3 separate regions of the Mus musculus genome follow, and regions 2 and 3 are each linked to region 1. Evidence: chromatin contacts called from public promoter capture Hi-C data. All regions are on one chromosome and are shown on one strand. The core of a region is the stretch at or near the end of the contact, and the rest is flanking DNA. Distances in the headings are between cores, read along the strand shown. Region 1 holds the start of Colca2 (COLCA2 homolog). Region 2 holds the start of Arhgap20os (Rho GTPase activating protein 20, opposite strand). Region 3 holds the start of Dixdc1 (DIX domain containing 1).

The links. Capture Hi-C pulls out chosen DNA fragments and counts their contacts.
Region 2: a promoter capture Hi-C map of liver shows a contact between it and region 1, with 4 times the contacts expected there. The contact joins the promoter of Arhgap20os here to the promoter of Colca2 in region 1. A contact is called at or near these places in 11 of 39 promoter capture datasets (the 3T3-L1 cell line, embryonic stem cells, frontonasal cranial neural crest and 6 more), 5 of 115 datasets of contacts at active chromatin or transcription factors (double positive thymocytes, embryonic fibroblasts, embryonic forebrain and 2 more) and 1 of 9 other capture datasets (liver).
Region 3: a contact with region 1 is called in a promoter capture Hi-C map of adipose tissue. The contact joins the promoter of Dixdc1 here to the promoter of Colca2 in region 1. A contact is called at or near these places in 1 of 15 datasets of contacts at CTCF or cohesin (large pre-B cells), 3 of 115 datasets of contacts at active chromatin or transcription factors (embryonic stem cells, pancreatic cancer cells and stem cell-derived neural progenitor cells) and 1 of 9 other capture datasets (adipose tissue).

The regions. Positions count from the first base shown.
Region 1 is chr9:51,276,694-51,280,259 of GRCm38.p6, forward strand. It overlaps Colca2 (COLCA2 homolog), which reads right to left and starts at 1,861. Exons shown (of 5, transcript NM_001195681.1): 1 at 1,647-1,861; 2 at 903-997. The coding sequence starts at 962. Gm32819 (a long non-coding RNA gene) reads left to right here. Exons shown (of 9, transcript XR_003948163.1): 2 at 1-546; 3 at 658-699; 4 at 845-3,566.
Region 2 is chr9:51,874,086-51,877,651 of GRCm38.p6, forward strand. Arhgap20os (Rho GTPase activating protein 20, opposite strand) reads right to left here and starts at 1,800. Exons shown (of 4, transcript NR_033560.1): 1 at 1,618-1,800.
Region 3 is chr9:50,726,461-50,730,026 of GRCm38.p6, forward strand. It overlaps Dixdc1 (DIX domain containing 1), which reads right to left and starts at 1,524. Exons shown (of 20, transcript NM_001374656.1): 1 at 1,326-1,524. The coding sequence starts at 1,385.

The DNA of each region.
Region 1 (3,566 bases), core at 611-3,110:
TTTCAACAGAACAATTAGGGGAACAGACAAAGAAGCCTCTAGTAAGTCAATGTATCGGAGGACACGTGCCACAGAGTCACTGAGAACTAAGCCCAAGTCCTCTGGCTCAGAAACCTATCTCACCATCACTCCATAATTTCTCCCTCCTGTTGCTTGAGGTGCCAAAGTTCCATTCATGAAGTCCAACATGGAACTTGCACAGGATCACATGCTGACCAGACCAGTGAAGTCATAGATGACTGGAATCCTGTCTGATCCTCCCTCCACACCTACACCTACCCACAAGCACTAACAGTGTCACGTGTAGAAGGCTCTTCAAATTGAACTCTCTCTCGGTGGACAAGCACGCCTAGTTTACATGGTTCTGCAGCTGCCCCAAGCACTTGGGTTATAAATGTGAGGTGTCAGAGTGTCTTATGACTACCCAGATCAGTTCTGTCATAGTTCTGTGTATTCCAGAGAGAGAGGCCTTTTCTTCCAGAGACTTCCAGTGACTGCTGGTTTTTCATATACATGACCTCAGAGCCTAAATTACAGAGAAACTAGGTGGGTTTCTGGGAGATAATTTTTTTTCAATGAGTTTGTTGGGGCTGTATCTATACTCTCTTAACACTATAAAAACATATTTAACCTGTTGGCTGCCTCTCTTCCTTGCAGAGGACCAAGAAGCCTTCCCCACTCAGCTATGAGCAGTGAGAGGTGAGCCTCCCACAGTCCTGAGCCCTACACCATGTCCCACAGGTTTTGGTGGCTGCCTATGGTGACCTGGGAAGTTGGGGACAGATGTAAGAATCCCTGAACAGGGCTGTGCTTATGGGTGGCCTCTGCATCTTCCCTGACACAGGGCTGAACGAAGCCTTCGATGGACTGGGAGGGACAGAGACGGAGAGGGTGGTGCTTACGTTTGCCCCTGAGGTGGCCTGGTGTGCCCTTCTTTGCTGCAGAAGCTCTTTCACGGTCATCTTCACACGGACGCCTTGATACACCTTAGGTTTTTCTGGGGAGAGGCAACAGGGTTAGTGGTCAGTTTCAAAGCTTGGGTGTCAAGGGGATACAGTGAGGGTTCCCTTGGTAAGGCTAGGATACCCAAGGCCAAGTTTCTACCTTTGCAGAACACACGAAGAGAATGAAAAAAGAAAAAGAAAAGAAAAAAAAAGAAGAAGAAGAAAAAGAAAGAAAAGATAACGTTAAAAAATACCCACATTTCTCAAACTAGAAAAGGTTAAGCACAGGCAGGTGCTTCAGGGTCCTAGTGGGAACAGTATCTGTGGGCATCTATGAAATTATTCATCCCTAGCTGGGCCCCATCCTCAGGACAGTACCAGCTGTTCTGCTCTGGAATGTGGAGGGAGGTCAAACAAGCCTGCTATTTTGGCTACGATATTAAATCTGGGGTTCCGGCTCAGCTTGTGGATCTGGGGTGCTCTCTGTTTCCAACTGATCTCGCGGACCTCACCATAATGTGAACAACAGCCCCTCTCCCCATGCCCCCCGCCCCACTGTATTCCTCTATCAATCCAGGCATGGCTTCTGGGGAAGTACAACCTTTATTTGTGGTGCCCTTGGTCTGGAAGCAAGCCCTGAAACAAGCGACAAGCTACAGGGGTCGGGGCAGTCAGTCTGTCCTGGCCCTGTTAAGGACTTACTGCACTGACCCCAGAAAAGGAGCCAAGATCGGGAAATAGTCTCCTGTCGGTCCTTTCTCTTTTTCAAAAATGTCTTTTCTTCCTCACCCCCTTCCTCCCTCTAGTCTCCGACTCTGTCGCTCTCTTCATCTCTTCCCACCCCCTCCCTTTCCGGTGCAGGCTTTTGGAGAACTGAGCTGTGGAGAGTTCTCCAGCAAGAGCTGCAGCTCTGGAGTAATGGCATCCCGAGGCTCCCTAGGACCGCGCAGTCGCCTAGAGGCAGCCCTCCGGAAGGGGCCGCCCCTGAGCCGGCAGAGCTGGGCCGGGAGACCTGGGAGAGCCCAAGTAGCCGGCTGTGCTAGGCGGGGGTCGGCTGGGAGGGACCGGTGACCGCCTGGGGTCCCGGCAGAGCGCAGTGAGTAGGTCTGACTGGTTGTTAGGCCAGGCTAGACCCGGCAGAGGCACTTTCCGAATAGAGTTTGACTTAGAAGCCCAGTGTGACTCCCACCCGACCTTGACCCTGGAGAGAGCGCTTATTAGAATCACGGGGAGGGGCGGAGCACAGTGGCCCCTGGCCTAGGCGTTTGGAGACAGTGCCAGGCCACCAGCGCCTCGCCTGGTTAGTGTAGGGACCGCGGCTGGACAGCAGGGAGACCCCCACCCACGAGCCAGATCCTGAAAGTTAGGATCCCTAAGGAAAGTTAGTGCGCTGTTCTTCCCGGTCCTGGGCATCGGTTTGTCTTGCTGCAGTGCCAGGACGCGCCCACTCCGCTCCAGTCTCCTTTCCTCCCATCCCCACTGTCTGGGTCGGCTCTGGGATCTGCAGGCAGCGCGGGCGCGCCTCGGGGTCCACGCGGGACCAGCCCCAGCCCAGTTCCCTGCCGGGTGCGTCCTGCTCCAGTCCAGGGCTCACCGTGAGCCTCTAGCTCCCCCGCGCCGCCGCTTCTGGGCTCACAAGGTCGGCGCCTCCAAATTCCCAGGACTCCAAGGTGGAAAAGTGAAAGGGCAGGCAGGGGCGTGGGGGACTCGATTGTCCGGAGTGGCCTTATGGGTCTCTGGGCCTCTGCTCTGGGGGGCAGTCACCCAGAGGGACCCGACACAGCGGGATCGCGTCCTCTCTGGATCCATGCCCGGCCCTGACTATTATTCCCTGACTTTGTGCCTCTCTGTTATACGCAGGAAAAGCAGAGGAAATACACTCGGATCCAAGTGCCCCTGGCCCTCATGACCCGACCCCTGGAAAAGCATCTGAGTTACCCGACATCCTGGTCAGCAGGAGCTGGGCTGGAGACTGGATGCTGCAGCTTCAGAGACTCAGCACCTAGGAAGGCTCCTGTGCAGGGAGAAAGGCAGAGATGCGACATTTTTAAAGTTTCACAAAACACGAGGCAGCACCCAGGTCCCTGGATCAGGAGACACACAGAATTAATGTTTTATACCTTCGGGTATAGGTTTGAGTTTTTTCCCCCTCATGCCAAGTATTTAAAACCTCTAGAAACCCATGATTTGACAATCAATGATTGCGCGATACTTTCAATTTGAATATTCAAAGGCTTAACAAAATGGACTATCTTCTGCAGAAATCCTGCACACAGGCACCTCACAGAGAGTCCAGAGAAACAGAGAGGGAGATCCCTTTGGGTCCTGACCCTTGCTTTTCTCCTATTTTAAACATTTTGTCCACCTGCCCACAGGCAGAGCAGGTGTCCTCAAAGATGCTCTATGTTAGTGCCTCAAAGGCTGCCCTGAAGTCCCCACTGACCTAGGCTGTTCCCTGTGGACCACCTGAACCAGGTTGGACAGCCACATTGAATCTCTCTTGTCCACTCTCCATTTTAAGGGGAAATGGCAGGTTTTGGGGAATGAACATGGCAGACAGAGGGTGTGGCACAGCAAAGAGCCACTTTGGGCCCAGGCTGCAGGTCAGAGGACGGCAGAGGC
Region 2 (3,566 bases), core at 550-3,049, 600 kb after region 1:
TCCCAGGAGATCTATACTTCAAGATCAAAATTAAAACCCAAAACAGATACATGTTTGTGAAAAATAAACACATAGCAAGAAAAGCCTTCCATGAGTCTCCACTTTTCAAAAGACAAAAATACTGATTTATTTGTTACACACTCAAGGCCCTACATGATGAGCCCTTGATGTCTGTGTCCAGTTCATCACCCTTAGACTTGACATTCATGCTTTCGTTGGGTCTTGAGAACCCACACACTAAAACACAGCTCTAAGCAAAACAGATAAGGTGCCTGCAACCAAAAACCTGAGAGAGCCAGTTAAGCAGTTTGTGCTTCCCTGCACTTGGGATCCACCACTCTCCCCCATGCTATCACATCATTCAATCATAAACAAACATTCCCCCAAGCACTTCCCTGTGCCCTGCCGCAGCTGCGCTGGAGTTACAGCTGTGACCCACAAAGCAGGGCCTCTGCCCCAGGAGTCTCACATCAATGATCCAAAACCAGATGGGAAAACACAGGAGGAGGAGGTTTAAGGGTGTGAGCCAGGCAGTGGATTAGGCTAGTGGGCCAAGCAAGCATCCCTCCAGCTGGCGTTCTCTAAACGCATACCCAGATGACAAGAAAGGACTTGACATAAGGGAAGAAGTGGGTTCAAGGCTTAAGAAGGGAAATGTTTGACCTTGTTAGGGAGTTATTGTGAGGCAGAGGAGGAAGAGGTAATAAAAGTGGAGAGAATCAGAAAGGTGCGCAGGAGCGGGTTGCAAAAGGGCTCCGGTTATCCGGAAGGCGTAGATGCGGCTTGCATGTAGCCACGCGGGACGCGGCTTGATCAGGAGAGTAGACTCAGAGAAAACGTACTGCCACAGTACTGAACACGAGTGGGGGTTGGGTGAGGAAGAGAGAAGCTAGAGTCCAGAGAAGCCAGGGGTTCTAAAGAGTCTCCATGTGGCCCTGTTCTCCCTCGCCCCGACGTTAAGGTTTCTGGTTTATGTCTTGCCTTCCTGACTGGACAGGTGCTGACAGAGCAGAGGGACAGTGTAGTATTCCTTCTTGGTTCCCTCGCGCCCACGAAGTTTATAAATTAATTGCTCGTGTTCAGCTTGGGGAGAAAGGAATGGAGATCGAGGAAGGTTTTAGAAAGTAAATGACATTTGAGGTAAACCACTAAGGAGGGGGAAATTAGACACATGGGACTCGGGAGGGTGGAGAGGGCAGTGTGTTGAAATGGGGGGGGGCGTGGGGAGAGAAGACGGGGATGTGGGGGTGAGCACAGCAATGCTGGGATCTGCTGAGGCCGAGCCTCAGAAAAGGTAAATTGGAAAGACTAGAAAGCTGGATTAGGGTGGGATTAGGGCAGTTTCTTAAATGCTTTTTTTAATCTAAGGACAGAAGAGTGCTACTACTCGTTTTCCAGCAGAGGAATGAGGGGGAAAAAATAAATCCTATAAGAAACTTAAAATGAAGCTGCTGGAATAAGGAAGGATAAGAACCAGGAAAGGCAAGAATAAGTGAGTTCAGGATAAGGGTGGCGGTGAGTCACCTGGAACAGCCGCCGCTCTTCCCCCGGAGCAAAGCATGACCTTTCTGAAAGCCTGCAATCATGCCATTACAGGATATTTATCTGTGGACTTACAGCGACAGCAAGTCGCCACGACTTGTACCTGCTCCGTGTACGCTGCGACAGCTGAGTAGACTGTATGGTGATTTACAGCAGCAGAGTCTAGAAATCCAAGTGGGGCACGGGCACGGGCACGGGCACGGGCACGGGCACGGGGGAGCGTCCTTGCCGCATGCTCAAACCGCACAAACTCAAGAGAAAGGAGGCGAGCCCTTCAGCTCTTTTATAAGGGCTCTAACTCCAGTCACGGTGAAGGGAGCCCTTGTTGTCCAATCTTCTCAGAAGGGCCTCACCTGTTGAAAGTACCGGTTCGCCATTAAAGTTTAGCACCTGTGTTTGGGCAGACACGCCCTTGTTTAAGCCATAGCATTTCTGAAAGTGCGTATTCCAAATGAAGTGCTCACCATCCAGCACCTGAGAAAATTAGAAAGGGCTAAGAGGCAACATCAGAAGGCAGACCAGGGGCAGGTGAGAGGCAGGGGGCAAAACAAGCTTGGCTGTGAGGAGGTGTTTGTGTTCTCTTTGCATTTTTCTTCTTGTGGTCTAGTTGCCATCCACGTGCAGCATTGGTTGTTTTTCCATGAAGATGCTCAGCTGATTTACTCCCTGCCAGCTGTTGCTGAGTGCTTCCTCCATCACAGGGCACCTCTCTCCCACAGTGCTTGGAGCACTGGTGGGGAACAGAGCTCTGCCTCAGGTTCCTCTCTGCCCTCCATTCCATCACCATCTCTTCCTGCCCTTGTCCGTGTATACAGCCTGAGCCTCAGAAGAAGGACAGGAGCTGATGGTTAACATGCAAAATATGTTTTTCTAACATAATCTATATTCATAGAAAGTTTATAAGATAGTCGAAATTATGGTTCCCATTTCACAGATGGCAAAGCTGACAGGCAGCTAACACACATATGGGTGGTGGATCTGACCCAGGTCAGTGACCCTAAACACAGATCATCAGTATTGCTTTTATAACCCTAAAGATATAGGAAGGTGTTCACTTAAAACTAGCTCCACAACATCGCTAGAGACCCAGCAGAAAACCCTGTCACTCCATCTCTACCTGAAACTAATGTGCCCTCTTCTGTATGCTTAACCTTCTACCCACACAAAGTTACAGTTTCTAAAATTCACATACCGTGACAACAAATGTATCCATTTAATTAACTTATTTTGGAAATCTCTTTTTAGGAAAACACTACATGAGTGGATATTTTGGTCTTTTCTAGTGCCCTGTTATTTCAATATATATATATATTGAATATGTGTATATATTTACACATATATAAAATACATATTATACATGTATATAATACACATATGTATATATACATATACACATATACATATATATTCTAGTATTTGATACATGTGTCATGTGAAATACTTTTAAGATACAGACTTAAAAATGGGACTTCTCAGTGTTTGGGGTTTTATTATTATTGGTTTGTTTGTTTTGTTTCCTGGTTTTTTTGTTTGTTTGGTTTGGTTTTGATTTTTTTTGAAACAGTGTCTTATGGCTGGCTTTGACAATTCCTCAGTAGCAGAGGCGGTCTTTGAACTCCCGTTCCTGCCGTTTCTCCCTCCTAAGTGTGGGGGGTAAGAGCTGTTTACTCTGGGTTGAGACACCGGAGTGTGATGAGGCATTCTCTACACCTTTGAAATATTTCATAATTAAAACGTCACTTTGAGTTGAAGGGTTATGATTTTTTTTTTGCCTGCCGTTGTCAGTGGCTTAAATTAAGACTTAGAAAGGAGCAAGATCTGTGAAAACAGATGTCCAGATTAAAATAACCTTAACATAAATGTACCATTCCAAAGAAAATCAAATTTACTAGAGATACATTATAGGTTAAAAATGATTTTTTTATGCACACAAGCTACAGAGGCATATTTAGAAATAGTCTTAATATAAAGATGTCAGCTGGAATGAGAAGGCATGGGTTGGAGTGGACAAAACAGAAGCATGA
Region 3 (3,566 bases), core at 274-2,773, 550 kb before region 1:
GTTCTAAGGCAGGTCAGAATGTAGGATCTCCTAATTAGAAACAGGGATCAAGGGGGAAGCCTGCCGTGCAGCTGTAGAAAAAAAAAAAACCTACATGGAAATTCATGAGAATAGCTGGTTGCCTCTAGGGGAAAGGTTGGGAAGGGGGTGAGAGACGGCAAGGGCACAAAGGCTCGTCCATCTTGTCCATAATGTTAATATTTAAGAAGAGAATGGGTTTAGGATGTAGCTCAGTGATCAAGCCCCTAGTCATACTGCAAGGTCCTAGTTTCAGTCACCCCTGCACACAGGGCTGTTTATATTATCTGACTAAAAACTGATTCTAAAAACACAAGGGCTGTTGTAAAGGGTGGAGGAGTGGAGTACTGGTAAAACACCTTGGTAGCATCCCCAAGGCCCCCACCACACACACACACACACACACACACACACACACACACACACAATCTGAAATTTAAGAAACCCATAGAGAAGGGAAAGGTGAACTGAGGGAAAAGGCAGGAAGCCATGACCAATAGCTTATGCCTTTGCGGCTGCAGGCCTAAAGCAACCAAAGGATGACTGAGGAGCAAACAAGAGTAGCCTGAGTCACAAAAGAAGCAAATGGAAGAGGTAACAGAATTCTGAGAGAAACTTTTGAAGAGAAAACAGAGCCTGCTTGGGTCAATCCTGGCCCACCTTTCCTGTCAGGTTGCAGCTCCCCACCACAGTTCTCACAGAAGGGAATCACACTAATATTAGCTCCTGAAACTGGGCCTGAGGCCCAGGTTGGTCCTCTCAGCCAACCTTGTCCTCCTCAGTGGTGGAGAAATCTAATGTGCATGATTCAGGAAATTCGCACGTGGATGTGCAGGATTCAGGAAATTCACCCCTCATGTGGACCACCCACAGTCTCCTACCCTCTTTCAAACTTTCTACCAATGCCACGCCACCGCACCCCTCCCGTGACTCATCCGCTTAGCGCCTGAAATAGAGCTCTGCCGCATCTGTTCAGGGCTTCCCTCTAGGATGTCCCTGGAGAGTCCCTGGGAGGCGTGGGGACCACCTTTTCGGCAAGAAGATGCCTTCTGAGTCCGTAGTCCTGCCTGCCCTTCCCACCTCGGGAAGGTACTCAATCCCTCCAGTTTAGAGGAGGCCCACCGCCTTTCTGATGTCCTCGGGTTGATGCATCTGCACCACACCTACCTCCTTGACTCTACCACCCAGGCTCTTAAATGGGCTCCCCGGGAGGATGCCCCTCACCGCCCCCCAGGATTCCCTTCGGGAGATTAGGCGGGAGGCGCGGGGTGACCGGGAGCTGGGGGTGGGAGGAGCAGGGCAGTTACCTCATTGAAGCCCTCTTGCAGGACGTCCAGTAAGTTCCCGCGGGTCAAGCAGGCTAGCATTGTTCCTGCCGCGGGGCTTCCCGGGTGGGGTCACGCCACCGTCTCTTCCCTCTGTACACAAAGGCGATCAGCTCAGCTCCCTGGGAGCTCTCTGGAGTCCCGCATGCCACTTACTGGAAACCTAGACCCGAGCCAAACTAGCGGCTTGCACTGGGCATGCTCGCGCGCGGGCTGCAGCCGGAGGGGCCCGGCGCTGTGCTGGTTCCTATAGAAACAGCAGGGCGCGCGCTGCGCACAGGCAAGAGGCGCTAGCAGGCAGCCCCGGGTCTCCAGGGAGTGCGGGGAAGCCGTGGGCGCGCACGCAGGCTCCGCACGGGTGCTCGCAACGAGCATTCACACACGCGTGAGCACACACACACATCCGCGCTGACACAAGCGGGCTTGCCAGCCTGAGCATATGCCTGCAATCACTACACTGCACGTTTGGAGGCGGGCGTCCCCGAGCGTGTGCACGCACATACACGCACATACACACACACACACACACACACACGCACACGCACACGCACACGCACGTACACACACACACACACACACACGTATGTAGTCACTTTGCTCATTTAAGGCTGCAAGCACCTCATCACAAGGTGGGTGGGGAAAGGAGTGAGTCACAGGATTACCCCACCCACCCCTTACTCCATTCTCCAGACTAACAGCAACCTTTTTCCACGCAGGGCTTGAGAGTGAGACAACCAGCAACCTTTTCCCACTCGGGGTTGGAGAATGAAGCAATTTAAATAAGAGGAAATAGAATGACAAGAAATAACAATAAAAAGGGGCCAGAGGAGAGAGGCTGGGGCTGGGGCTCTGTAAGTAACTGTAGACTATAAGTAACTGAACAGCGCTAAACAAATCATACCATCATAATAGAAACGTCAGAGGCACACCAAGGATCTTCTATCTTTTTTACAAAATAAATGCTAAGGGGTAAGATTGGGCACGATGGCTCAGGGGATAAAGGCTCTTGTAAAAGCTTGACACCTGAGTTCAATCCTGGAGCCATGCAAAGGTGGAAAGGGAGAACTCACATCTCTCGGGCACAGGCACACATTACGCTCACCCCCCCCACACACACACTAATTAATTGGTTTTATAATAAAATAATTTCTAAGAGCCAGCATGGGGGTATACACCTATCATATGCATGCACATACACGCGCGCGTGCGCGCGCGCGCACACACACACACACACACACACACACACCAGATCAACACTCTAGAGGTTCTAAGTCCAAAGCTAGCCTGGTCTATATAGCAAGTTCCAGGTCAGCCACATATAGTTCCAGACCATATAGATGAGACCTGCTCTTGAAAGAAAGAAGGAAAGAAAGGAACACATACTTTATAAGTGAGTTTTAAAATAAAGCACCAAGAATGCCCTTGTACATTGTCAGGTAAAAGCATCCACCCTTGGGTGTAACAGAGCCTCTTTCTCGTGTGGCCTGGCTGAGGTCACAGCTCTGATGTTTATTTTTAAGAACACTAGTCATTTGCATGCTTGGACTAAGTGATCTTAAAAAAGAAAGAAAGAATGAGAGAAAGAAAGTCCATTTTACATTCCATCTTGTGATCCTAGACAAAAGGGAGAAATTACAGTGTTAAGACCCAGAGGAGATCAGAGCCTTGTCCAAGGACACAGCTGGTCAGGGACACGCAACTCAATAATCAAGGAATTACAAACCATTTTCTAGCCATCCTGTATCTCCCTCAGACTCCATTAGGACCTCAGCAAGAAAAGTCTATAATGAGCCTACTAAATCATATTTAACCCAATGGCCTCCTCCTCGGGTCACTAGGGGATAAGAAAACCCTTACTTGGGGCAGCCTGACTAGATATCTAAAGCTGCTAAACACAAAGTTCTTCTGGGGAAGAAAAAACAAACAAAGTGCCTTTGACCACAAGAAGCAGGAAGCTGAGTGTCAGCCTGCCCTGAGCTGGTCGCTCAGCTGGTTAAATCCTGACTGTTCCACTCAGGCTGAAGCCAGAGGAAAGCAGTAATACCAAGTGAAACCGATCCTGAGCGCTCTGCAAGTCAGAGACCTCTCTGTCCTCCACCAGCTAGCCAGGGTGGTTCACCAAGACTCTCTACTGTTCCTTCAGTCCAAGGCAAAATACCACCAGGAGACTCACTAACCCATGTTTAAGACAATGGGGCCCTTTATGAGCAGACTTGCAATGGC